Linked DNA regions of Mus musculus: region 2 is linked to region 1. The links are chromatin contacts, called in public HiChIP or PLAC-seq maps. All regions are on one chromosome and are shown on one strand. The core of a region is the stretch at or near the end of the contact, and the rest is flanking DNA. Distances in the headings are between cores, read along the strand shown. Region 1 overlaps Cpe (carboxypeptidase E). Region 2 overlaps Klhl2 (kelch-like 2, Mayven).

Region 1 (5,957 bases), core at 1,233-3,732:
AATATTTAGCACTTAACTAATGTTTCCAATTATAGGTTTTTGATTAGGGAAAATTTATTTTGAATCACTCGTAATGTTGAACCCAGTCTTCATTAGTGTTCCTTAGAACTGTGGAACTTAAGAATTACAGCTCCTCCTCCTCCCACCCCTGGACTGGAACGCTCTCCTTTCATAGACGATTGTCTTTGAGCTTCACAGAGAGATTAAACAACCTGTGCTGTGTGATGAAGCCTCCTGTGCCTGGAGCTCATTTCCCGAGATAGCTGGGGAATGGACACAGCTATTTCTTGTGGCTGTGAATTGTTTGTGCGGACTTGTCGGCAGAGTTTACTGGAACATGACTTATCATTGTGCCTGCAGGTCCTTAGAGCAGGGCTTCCTGAGTCCATGCAAGGGAATGCTTACGGGTGTGCCAAAGGTGGAGGAAAGCGGGGAAAAGACTGAAATACATCACTCTAGCACAGCATAAGCAAATGCAGAAGATGTTATTTTCCTTGGCAGTGAAATCCACACTCTGGGAAGAAACAAGCTTTTGTTGGAAGACTTCTCTGAACTTGTGGGAGGGCTGGGCTTCCAGGGCAGAGAAAAAGCTAAAATAAATACAAAGCAGAAGCACAGAGAGAGAGAGAGAGAGAGAGAGAGAGAGAGAGAGAGAGAGAGAGAGAGTGTTAATAGATGTGTAGATGGAATCCTCTGCAATTTGCCTTATTCATGGTACCATGCTTTGTGGAATGGATGACTTTGGAAGATGAGATGAATCTTGCTTCATGAGACACATTGGCAGTAGCTATGGATGTATCTGAGCAGTAGAACGTGTGCTGAGAAGCATAGAGTAGGGCCTGGGTTCAGTGCCAAGCAACTCAACAATATAAAAGGCACTGATCTAACAGAGAGAAAGTTGGGGAATAGCCTTTAACGTATTAGCACAGGAGACAACTTCCTGAGCAGGACACCGGTGACTCAGGCTCTAAGAGCAACAATTAGTAAATGGGACCTCATGGAACTGAAAAGCTTCTGTAAGGCAAAGGACACTGTCAACAGGACAAAATGGCAGCCTCTATAATGGGAGGGAGCTCTTGCCAGACCGACAACCAGATGCTGGAGAGCCCAGAGACCTAGGTAGAACCAAGCACAACTGGACAAAAAAGGAACGAAACAAAACAAAACAAAACAAAACAAAACAAAAAAACAAGACAAAACAAAAACTAACAAAACAAAAACAAACAAGACAAAAATCAAACAAAACAAAAACTAAGGAAATGATTCCCAATGATGTTCTGCATGTTCATAGATTGGTTTCCAGTTCAGTTGTATTCAGAGAGCCTGCCTCTGGCAGCTGATGCAAATCAATGCCAGAGATCCACAGGCAAATACTAGGTGGAGAGAGAGCCAAGGTTGGAGGTCTCCATTGGGTCCCTGCCCTTGGAGCTCAGGGAACCCGTGGAAGAGAGGGAAATATGTGGGAGCAAGAAGGGTCCAGGACACCAGGAGAGCATGGGCAACAGAATCAACTAAGGAGTGCTCATGGGGTTCACAGGTACTGAATCAGCAGTCTCAGAGTCTGCATAGGCCTGTGCTAAGTCCTTTGCATATATGCTATAGCTGTTGGCTTAGTATTTGGGGGAGACTGCTGACAGTGTTACTAGGGGTGTTGCCTCTTTTGCCTGCTCTTGGGACCCTTTTCCTCCTACTGGGTTGCCTGGTCCAGCCTCGATGTGAGGGTATGTGCCTGGTCTTATTGTATCTTCTTGTGCCATGTTCGGTTGACATCCCTCAGAGGCCTGGTCTTTTCTGGTGGGAGTGAATCTAGGGGTGGGGGCAGGTTTAGTAGAACTGGAAAGAATAGAAGAAGGGGAAGTTGCAATCTGGATGTATTATATGAGAGAAGAATAATTAAAAATAAAAATCCCTAATAAAATTTAATTTTGGGCCAAGCAGTGATGATGTATGCCTTTAATCCCAGCACTTGGGAGGAAGAAGCAGGTGGATCTCTGGGAGTTTGAGGCTAGCCTGTGCTACAGAGTGAGTTCCAGGACAGTCAGGGCTACACAGAGGAGCCCTGTCTTAAAAAAAACAAAAACTGAAAAAGCAACAACAAAACCCAACAAAAATCCCCAAAAGAAAACAAAACCAACCAACCATCCAGCCAACTAACAAAAACCTTAATTTTGCCCAATTGGATTATGTAGATTATTAATACTGACAGGATCTAGAAACACCTAGGAGACAAGTCTCTATGCCTGCTTATGAGGCATATAGGTTCAGTTAGCCTTTGTGTCTGTGAGATATAATTTAAATGAGGCTAACTGAGGTAGGATAATCTACCCAGATTGTACCACTTAATGGACTGGAGTTCCAGACTTCATAAGATGGAGAAACTTGCTGAATGAAAGCATTCATCTCTCTCTGCCCCCCGACAGTGGGTGCAATGTAACTGGATGCTTCACATTCCTGCCACCATCGCAACCCCCTTCCCAAGGATGGACTATATCCTCAAACTGTGAGCCAAAAGAAACATTGTCTTCCTTAAGAAGCTTTTGTCAAGTATTTTGTCATAGCAACAAGACAGGTGACTAATACAATAAGGAATGGCAGTTATTCATCAGTAATAACAGTTATAATCAGACACCCACCATACCACAGTACTTGTTAGAATGAATATATACAATTAATTTAGGGGGAAGAATAGAAAGAATTGAAGCTGGGTATTTTCTATTGAGACAATTCTTTTCTTTCCTTCTTTCCTTCTTTCTTTGTGCCCTTCCTTCCTTCCTTCCTTCCTTCCTTCCTTCCTTCCTTCCTTCCTTCCTTCCTTCCTTCTTTCCTTTCCCTCCACCTCCTCTTTCTCCTCCTCCTCCTCTCCTCTTTCTTCTTCTTGAGACAGTTTGTCTATGTAGCCTTGGCTGTCTGGAACTCATTCTGCAGACCAGGCTGGCCTCAGACTCACAAATCCTCCTGCCCCTTCCTCCTGAGTGCTGGGATTAAAGGCACACACCACCACTGCCTGGCTGAGATAATTCTTATAGGTTCCTGATTTGTGTTTTCCAAAGTCCCAGGGGAAAATGAACAGTGGGAGAGACCCTTTGGGAAGGGTGCTGTGGGAATTGCTCCAGATGAGTGCAGAATAAGTCATGTGTTATTAGAGGTTAGATAGCAGAGAATAAATAACCCTAACTACGTGGGGTTTCCATAGAAAAAACAGTCCTATATTGACCTGTTCATATGTTTATAGTAAATGATAATGCAGGAAATTTTTAGGCTAAAGAGAATCACTTGATTATTGATAATATTTTTCAAACCCAAAATTAGCAACAGTCTTAAAGAATATTGTTTCTATGTTTGTGACAGTTTATTTTGCTGAAGTAGCTGCTGATCATTGCTTCAGTGATCTGAAACTTTCAGACAGATAGTTTGTCTTGAAAACCCGACATTCTTGCTGAAGTAGTGTTGCCATGGTGAGAGAACAGCTTAGCAACTGAAGACTGATCTCATTGGTTGAGCCTTGGCTCATAGCATTAGTATATTTCCTCCTGATATTTTTTTAAATTGAGGAGACCATCTGGCATTAGCTATATTTAAACATATAGTTCTGTTGTCAAAGAATCCTAGGTGATATACACCTAGTTTTTAGGCATAGACTTGGCAGACATTCAGTGTTTTAACCAGTCAATAATTCTGTCATTGTTTCCTCTAATTAATCCATAGATCTAAGTTTTGCCATTCAGTATTAAAGGGCTTAACTTTTGTACTTACTTATGTTATAAAATTGAGTTGCCCAAATAGTCTTCATTATATGATCATGTTATCTTGATGTACCTAGAAAAAGATCCACTTGGGACACTATTCTTTTACATTATATGTCCATAAGCCAAATGATTATATATGTCCTTTATTTTCCTTGGGGTATGCCTTTTATTCCAAAAGTGTGTCTCTAGGGATATCCTGCCTTTAAAGTCAGGATCCCATGTTTGGCTGATATCCGCAAGAGGCTTGTTCTTTTCTGGTGTGAGTGGATCTGGGGGAAGGAGGACTTGGAAGAGTAGGTGGAGGGCAAAATACATTGGGATCAATTATATAAGAGAAGAATAAATGAAAAGAAAAAAATGACAAGGCCTGTGTAGCTCTGGCTGTCGTGGAACACACTTTGTAGAACATACTATCCTTGAACTTACAGAAACCCATCTGCCTCTGCCTTCCAAGTTCTGGGATTAAAGGGATGTAACACTACCCCCAGTTATAATGCACTTTTAAGTTAAATTTATTTTGTTTTGCTTTTGGAGACAAGATCTCACTATGTAGTCCAGGTTAGCCTTCTTGGTATTCCTGCCTCAGTCTCCATAGGCATCTACTACCACGTTTGTCACCAAGAATTTCTTTTAAATCAATACAGCAAATATCTGTGTATATTAATGGGGGGACATGCGATATTTTATACATATATACATTGTATTATGGTTACATGTGTATATTTAAGATAATGATTATGATTGTGTTTATTGTATCTGAATATGAATAGGTATTACTGTTTTAAATTTGCCAACGATAAAAATGGATTTTATGTAAGATTTGTAAAGGTAGTAATTATTGATTGTAAATCTATTTTAAATACATATAACCTTCTGCCATTTTGAGAAAGCTTATGCTATATAGATGGATGGATAAGACACATAGATGTGTTGTGATAATAAAGATCCAACATATCAGGAACATTACAAGCAATTGAAGCTGGGTAGTGGTGGGCTTACACCTTTAATCCCAGCACCCAGGAAGCTGAGGCAGGTGGATCTCTGTGAGTTTAAGGCCAGTCTGGTCTACAGAGTGAGTTCCAGGATAGCCAGAGCTACACAGCGAAACCTTGTCTTGAAAACAAACAAGCAAGCAAACAAACAAACAAAGTAATTGAAGATTCCAGGAAACAGAGTGGTAGGATATACATTTAACAGGGGAAGTGAGGAAGAACTGATGTCTACTCAGTTGATTTGTGATCAGGATTCTAGAAGACATCTGGATTGTAACTCCATCCTCTGGAGGAGTGGTTGGTTACAGGGTACTCTTAGGGAATAGCCATGAAGAGCTTTGTGCATTGAGCTTGCAGTGCTGGTAGAGGGATGCCAGCACCTCAGAAGATACTTTGTTTATATTATGAATGTCCTTGAGTGCCAGGCTGAGGATTTAACCTAGTTGTTGGTTTGTGCAGAAGGTAAGACAGGCTTTTGGCAGATTTAGGGAGATGCTGGGACCAATCACCTGGAAGGAGATGTATGATCATTACTTTGAAATGAAGGTCTTCTCGTTTCAGCCAAGAATCTAGTTAGGAATCCTTTGCATGATTGGTGAAGGTAAAAAGGTGATTGGGGATTGGACCACTAACTGAGGAGAGAAACTGGGTAGAGAGATGAGCATGGGTGTCTCAGGACAAAATGTTATCCTCATCGGCACCTTAAAGACTGTAGGAGTCAGAAGAGAACAGAGAGGAATAGAGAGAAAGGCAGAGAGAGGATCAGCACCACAGAAATCATGGAGTGTCTGAAGGCGTGGGCACCTGTGAAGACTATGACCAGTTGAGCCAGGCTATTTGCAATACAAAGGGAAAAAATGTACTTTTACTAATGGTGGCAAACATTTTCTGCCCAATCCACTCAATGTTTACTTAGTGGCTCCTTTATCTCTTTAGGCCTTTGGGCGGAATATGAAAATGACTGGTCCCCAAGTTACAGAGAATCATCAAGATGTGCAGTTCCTTCTTGAAGGATGATTTTGCATCAGTGGACTCTGGCCTGATAAAATGTAAAACACACTACACAAAGCTCTATTCTCATTGAAGAAGACACAGTAAACAAGAAAATCCTAAGAAAATTGGCAAGGTGGAGAATAGAAAGGAAAAAACTAAGTTCTAGAAACTATACTAAAGATTATTTTTTTTTTGGACTACAATTATTTTATTTGGGGAATGATAT
Region 2 (5,957 bases), core at 1,868-4,367, 170 kb before region 1:
ATTATTATCTTCTTGGCTGAGGAAGTGCAAGTTAAATTGCTTTCCCAAGCTTTTACAGATTTGAAAATCTGGTATTCTATCTAGTCCCCTGGGGTCAATCTCCTCCTTTTTTGGGGGGAGTGGGGGTGGAACGGGATGTTGCTATGTATACCAGCTTGGCCTGGAGCTCTGATCCTCCTGCCTCAGCTTCCTGAGTGCTGGGATCAGAGGACTGCACCACCAAGCTTTGCTTTATGGTTTCTGCAGCTCACAGGCAACACTCTTTCCTCCCGGAAGTGGGTCTTGACCTTATGTGTATTCCCATCTGTATCTTTTTGTAAATTATTTTTTTTAAGACAGGGTGTTTCACTCTGTAGCCCAGATTGGCATCAGTCTCACAGTATAGTCCAGGGTAGGGTAGCCTTTAATGTGCAAGAATACTTTTGCCTCAGCCTCTGGAGCTCTGAGACATCTATATCTTAAGTCAACATCTGTGCTTAAAGGCTCTGAAATCTTGGGAGTTTCTTAGCTCCTGTGTAAAACTCTGTATTTCTAAGGAATAGAAACCTATTCCTTAGAATAACCTCTTCATAACCTATTCTCAAACTGGCCTCCCACATAACTTTTCCAAGTAGGAATGGAATGACCATCATCTGGTTCTTGTCCCTGAAAACACTCACATGGTCTGTGACTCCTCCCCCCCCCCCCCAGCCCCACACACACACCTTGTCTGCCTGCAGGAGCTGGAGAGGCTTGCTATCCATAGCGTTCATTACTTCAAACCTGGAAGTTTGCACTCATCTCCCCTAAAATTCTTCTGGTTTTGTTCTTCATCTTGTAGTCCATCTGCCAATTTAACCTTTCAGCATCCTAGAATCACGTGACATGGGTAACCACATACTCAGTCAGGAAGCCATGGCCTGTGGCCATTTGACTCTTAAGTCCTTGGTCATGTGCCAGGCTCTGAGTCTAAACTCTTTGTGCCATCGTAAGTCAAGATACTCCAGTCTTGCCTATTGCTCGCACTGCTTAAAGTGACTTAGAGTTCTCGCAGGGCCCAGTTGAGCCCCATCTCCTTGACAGTTTTATTTATTTATTATCCATTCAATCCTGGACTTCAGCCCTTTCTGCATCATTGTTAGCTTCCTGGGGAATTTCTAGTCTTGCATATGTATACTGGCTTGGACCATTTCTTGGCATTTGGCCTTGCCTTCTCTGTTAGATTTGAGACTAGAGCAGGGTCTTAGGTCAGCCCCTCTTATCTTGCTTTATTACAGGCATGCACTGGGCATTTTGGCAGCAGTTATCTGTTTGATTTATTAATCGCTGTAATTATCTATATATTTCAACTTTAAGTTGAGTGTTGCAATTAAAATTGGAGGCCAAGAGAGTGTATACAGGCAAATGGTCGTATCCCATCAACATTCTTCTTGACGTTTGTATGCACTTGGTATTTAATGCTTAGGCAGATCTGTGGGACAAGTGAATGAGGGGAAATTCCCTCTCATTGATTCAGGGTCACTTGTTTAGTGCTTGGCATAGACAAGACTACAGGTTGGTTCTCTCTGATTCCTGTCTTCAAGTGGTCTTTCCCTATCCCCCAGCCAACCATGAAGATGATAGACAGTTTATCAAATCATCTGAACTGCCAGGCTAAGTTGCGGCTTTGAAGAGATGACCATTGTAGAAAAAGTAGCAAAGGAAAACAAATAAAAAAACTCAAACAAACCCATGAGTGATAAAAGACACAGAAATGCTCGAAATGGCTCATTACCCTCCTTTTCTCCATTTTATCATCTCATGAAAGTGTTTCTCTGATCATGCTTTGTTAATTGTTTATGAGATATTCTTGAAAAGATGGATCTTGCATAAGACACGCTCTTTCCCCATCCCTTTCCTGGTAATAGTCACTGTCAGGGACAAAAAGTGCCTGATTGTACAGTGTTTGTCATGGAGGTGGGAGGGAAAGAGGATGGCGCTGGGTTGAACTGAAGTGGAGCTTTTTACAGCACCATTGTTCCACTATCAGAGAGCAATTATGCTCCAACTTCCATCAGCCTCTTACCCTCAGACAGCCCATCCACCTCCCTGCACAGCCAAGGCCGGGGCTCAAGAGATGTCTCCCCTGCTCTCCAGTAGTCTCTGACTCCTATTCCTTAATACAACTGAGCATGCCTGCCTTTTCTAGATGTTTCCTTTCCATCTCTGAGTAATTAGAGATGTATCTTTTAACAATAAGAGCAACAACAACAAAAACAATACACACACACACACACACACACACACACACACACACATTTCCAGAGGCATGAGTATGAGATCATGAGGTGTTATGCCACACATAGGATAGGAGTTTAATCTCACAAGGTGCCCATACTCAGTTCTAAGAACCTACACAGTAAAGATACAATATATGTGTGTGTATGTATGTATGTATGTATGTATGTGTGTGTGTGTGTATGTATGTATGTATCTCCCTGCCCTTCCTTCCTTCCTTCCTTCCTTCCTTCCTTCCTTCCTTCCTTCCTTCCTTCCTTCTTTTCTTCTTGCTGGGGTGAGACTCTGTCCCAGTCCAAGCTCTGGGGATAATAGGGTAGACATTCTCAATTTTTTAAAAAGCCATATTTGTTTGGCGATTACTGTTAAGTTTATTGATTATAGTTTGTGCAATGGTACAACTAAAGCCCAAGTAATGCTTAAATTCCATACACTTGTAGAAAAATTGCCTTTACAACATTGCAGCAATTTCAACCATAACCTTGCCATGAACTAAGTGTTGACCGAGGAAAACTTACTGCTTTCTCAGCCTCTCAGTGATTTGCTGATTATTGGGAGATACCATGGGGCGGGGATGAGGGGAGCTCTGAGGGAATTTTGTTGGGAAGTTTTATTATAGAGTGGTATGATAAATACTTGTGAAGACAGTCATTAGGTTCTAGTCCGTATTTCCAATATCTGGTCTTGTTTTAAGTGGATCACTGCTAGTAACTCGCCAAGCTTCTGAAAGTACGTTTGGCAGGGGACACAGCGAGAGCACGGGAGAAATATTATAAAGTACTGGGGAAACTTCAGAGCAGTACGGCACGGATGGTGACTTTGAAAACAACAGCTGCTGACGTGAACTTGGCAGAAGTTTGTGAGTAATGGTGGCTGACTCATTGCAAGCTGGGGAGTCTTGCAGCTTTAGAGGTGAGCAGGCAGAGGGTAGAGCAGAGATGGTGGCCACCACCCAGGGGCCAAGCATTTACATCCTAAGTGCCATAGTGTCTTTGGTCCTCTGGGAAAATTTGCAGCCATAGCATACCCATGACTTGTAGTACCAGAGAACACTAAAGTTATAAACAACCCAGATTCTCTAAAGTGCTTGTTCTCCATCTGGGATGATCGGCCTAGGGTGGGAGGGTAAGTGGGTGGTAAGGCGTGTTACATCACCAGTTGTTATTGTTTTTAAAAATCATGCATGGCTGCTTTCACCCCTGTCCCCCAGAGATACTATCGTTCTGGCTGACATATTTCTGAAAAGGTCTTGCCGTGACTCCTTATAGGAGGACAGATGGATCTGCATGGTTCGAGAAACTGATTGGGTTTTTCAGGGGTATATGTGTGTGTGTGCGCGCGCGTGTGTGGAGATCAGTCGTTGACTTGTGGGAGTTGGTTCTGTCCGCCCACTCGGTGGGGTCCTTAGAGTCAAACACAGAACGTCAGACTCAGACGTGGTTGCCTTTACCTGCTGCTGAGCCATCTCAGTGGCCTTCCATCTTAGTTTTTTTGAGATAGGGTCTCTATTGGGAGCCAGGACTTGCTGGTTCCATTCTGGTCGTCTCAGTTGGGCAGCAAAATCCAAAAATTGTTTCCTTGCCTCCCTAGTGCTAAGACTACAGATGCACTTTACTATGTGGGCACTGGGGAATCAAATTGGGCTCTCCCTGTGTCTGCAGCATCAACTTTACCCTCTGATCCATCTCTCCAGGCCAGGATTGGATTCTTCTGTTAACCTTTACGGATGTGAGTGTGGTCTGTGTGTGTGTGTGTGTGGTCTGTGGACTCTGGGCATGAGCATGCAATATTGTGCCAGAAGAGGATGCTGGGTGTCCTGTGCTAGTTAACTTTCTGTTGCCTTGGTAAACACCATGACCAAAAGCAAGTTGGGGTAGGGGGGACTTATTTCATCTTAAGTTACAGTCGCTCATCTTGAAGTCAAGCAGGAGCTTGAAGCAGAAGTCATGGAGGAATGCTGGCTGGCTCTAGCTCTCTCTGATAATACTATTACTCTGCTCAGGCCTACCAGCTTAGGGGTGGTACCATCAACAGCGGATTGGACTGTCCCATAATCAAGAAACAAAACAGCTCCCATGGACGGGCTCACAAGCCAGTCTCAGGAGAGCAGTTCCTCAAATGAGGGGCCTGCTTACAGGTGACTAGTTTATGTCAAGTTGAAATGAACAGTTAACCATACAAACTTGGTCACTCTCTTCCTGCTTGCTTTCAGACAGGGCCTCTCTCTGAGCTTAGAGCTAGGCTGGTCACCAGCAGGTTCCAGTGATGGCTCCCTGTCCTGCTCGCCACAGTGCTGGGTCAGGGGCACGTGAACAGTCCTGCCTGGCTTTTCATGAGGGTTCTGAGATCTAAAGTCAGATCCTCATGTTTACACAAGGTCTTCTAACCTCCAAGCCATCTCTCCAGCCCTTTTCTCGTATTCCTATTCTCCATCCTTTAAAACAAACCCAGAAACTACTATTCTTAATCAAATAGCACGGAAGAGATTATCTGTCCTGTGTGTGTTGTTGGCGTGCTTTTAACCCTTTGCCTGGTTTTGGAAAATCTTGACTATTTTAGAATTCTTCAGGTTAGAGTGTTTTCCTGAGGTGTGAGAATACACAGGGTAGGGTGACATGGTCAACACAGCTACAGAGCTAGCCTGGGAGTCTGTGGAGGTCAGGCATTTGGGTAATAACCTGAGGAGTATCGCCTCTGTAGCCCAGTTAAACTGTATGCTGGAATTTAAACTCTCAGAAATGGCAGCTGATGCTGGGTGGATGGTGGTGGCTCATGCCTTTAATCCCAGCAGAGGCAGGTGAATATGTGAGTTTTAGGCCGGCCTGGTTTATGGATCAAGTTCTAGGACAGCCAGGGCTACACAGAGAACCCTTTCTCAAAAAACCAAACCACCAACCCCCCCCCCCCAAAAAAAAAAAAAAAAAACCAAACGCAACAACAACAAGAAACCAAACAACCCCCTCACCCCCCAAAAAAGAAAGAATGGCAGCTGGCAGCTTTCTCTGATGTGTTTTTGATAACAATATGCACCAGTTGGGTAAGAATGGTTGTGGAGTGTAGAGTTGAGGTGAGAAGGGTGAAGGGTCTTTGAACAAGTGTCTCTATTGATATCCCCAGAAGGCAGTCAGTGTCCAGTGTTCCTGGCGAAGGAAGGCTGCTCTTTGTTCGGAGGCAAGAAGGGACGGGAAGCTAGGCACACAGGGTGTAGTTTCTACGGTAAATTTTTACATCCCCCCCCTCCCGCCCCCCAGTGGGTGCTCTTAGTAGCTACAGTTTTAACATGGTGTGTCATGTCTTGCTCTATTCTGCTAATGACCACACATCTAACACAAAGCCATATAGGAAAGAAGGACTCGTGGGAAGGACTTTAATACTGGGAGAGTCTGAGCAGCAGGGCTGTGTTCCTGAGTGGCTCTCAGTACAAAGACCACTTGAGAACGGAAAGCCAGCGTTACTTCTTGCTTATTCTTTTTAAGTCTTTGAATAAACATAATGGAAGAAGCTGAAAATCGCTTTAAGGAAGTACCACTACCGTGTGCCTTGATTATGTGTGGCGGCCTTAGTATTCATTTTGTAAAGCCAGGAGTTTCTTTCTGCTCTGAGCTCACTCTTTTGAGACAGGGCCTTGCAGTGTTGTTAAGGGTAGCCTTGAACTTACGATCTTCCTCAGTTTACAGAGATGCTGGGGTTACAGGTGTGTT

The links. HiChIP or PLAC-seq counts read pairs in DNA pulled down with a chosen protein or histone mark.
Region 2: a contact with region 1 is called in a CTCF HiChIP or PLAC-seq map of the NIH/3T3 cell line, with 7 read pairs. The contact joins two enhancer-like sites. A contact is called at or near these places in 1 of 39 promoter capture datasets (the HPC-7 cell line), 1 of 15 datasets of contacts at CTCF or cohesin (the NIH/3T3 cell line), 1 of 484 Hi-C or Micro-C datasets (uterus), 1 of 115 datasets of contacts at active chromatin or transcription factors (forebrain) and 2 of 9 other capture datasets (adipose tissue and pancreatic islet).

Annotation. Positions count from the first base shown.
Region 1 is chr8:64,669,631-64,675,587 of GRCm38.p6, reverse strand. The region is part of intron 1 of Cpe (carboxypeptidase E); the gene reads left to right. Among named protein-coding and RNA genes, the nearest start is that of Cpe, 20 kb to the left of the region's middle. Within about 2 kb of position 2,482, at least 25 of the 459 cell types and tissues checked have an H3K27ac peak or open chromatin away from gene starts, as enhancers often do. A contact at or near this core is called in the NIH/3T3 cell line, where this site is marked.
Region 2 is chr8:64,839,356-64,845,312 of GRCm38.p6, reverse strand. All of the region lies in intron 1 of Klhl2 (kelch-like 2, Mayven), which reads left to right. Among named protein-coding and RNA genes, the nearest start is that of Klhl2, 7.6 kb to the left of the region's middle. Within about 2 kb of position 3,117, at least 95 of the 459 cell types and tissues checked have an H3K27ac peak or open chromatin away from gene starts, as enhancers often do. A contact at or near this core is called in the NIH/3T3 cell line, where this site is marked.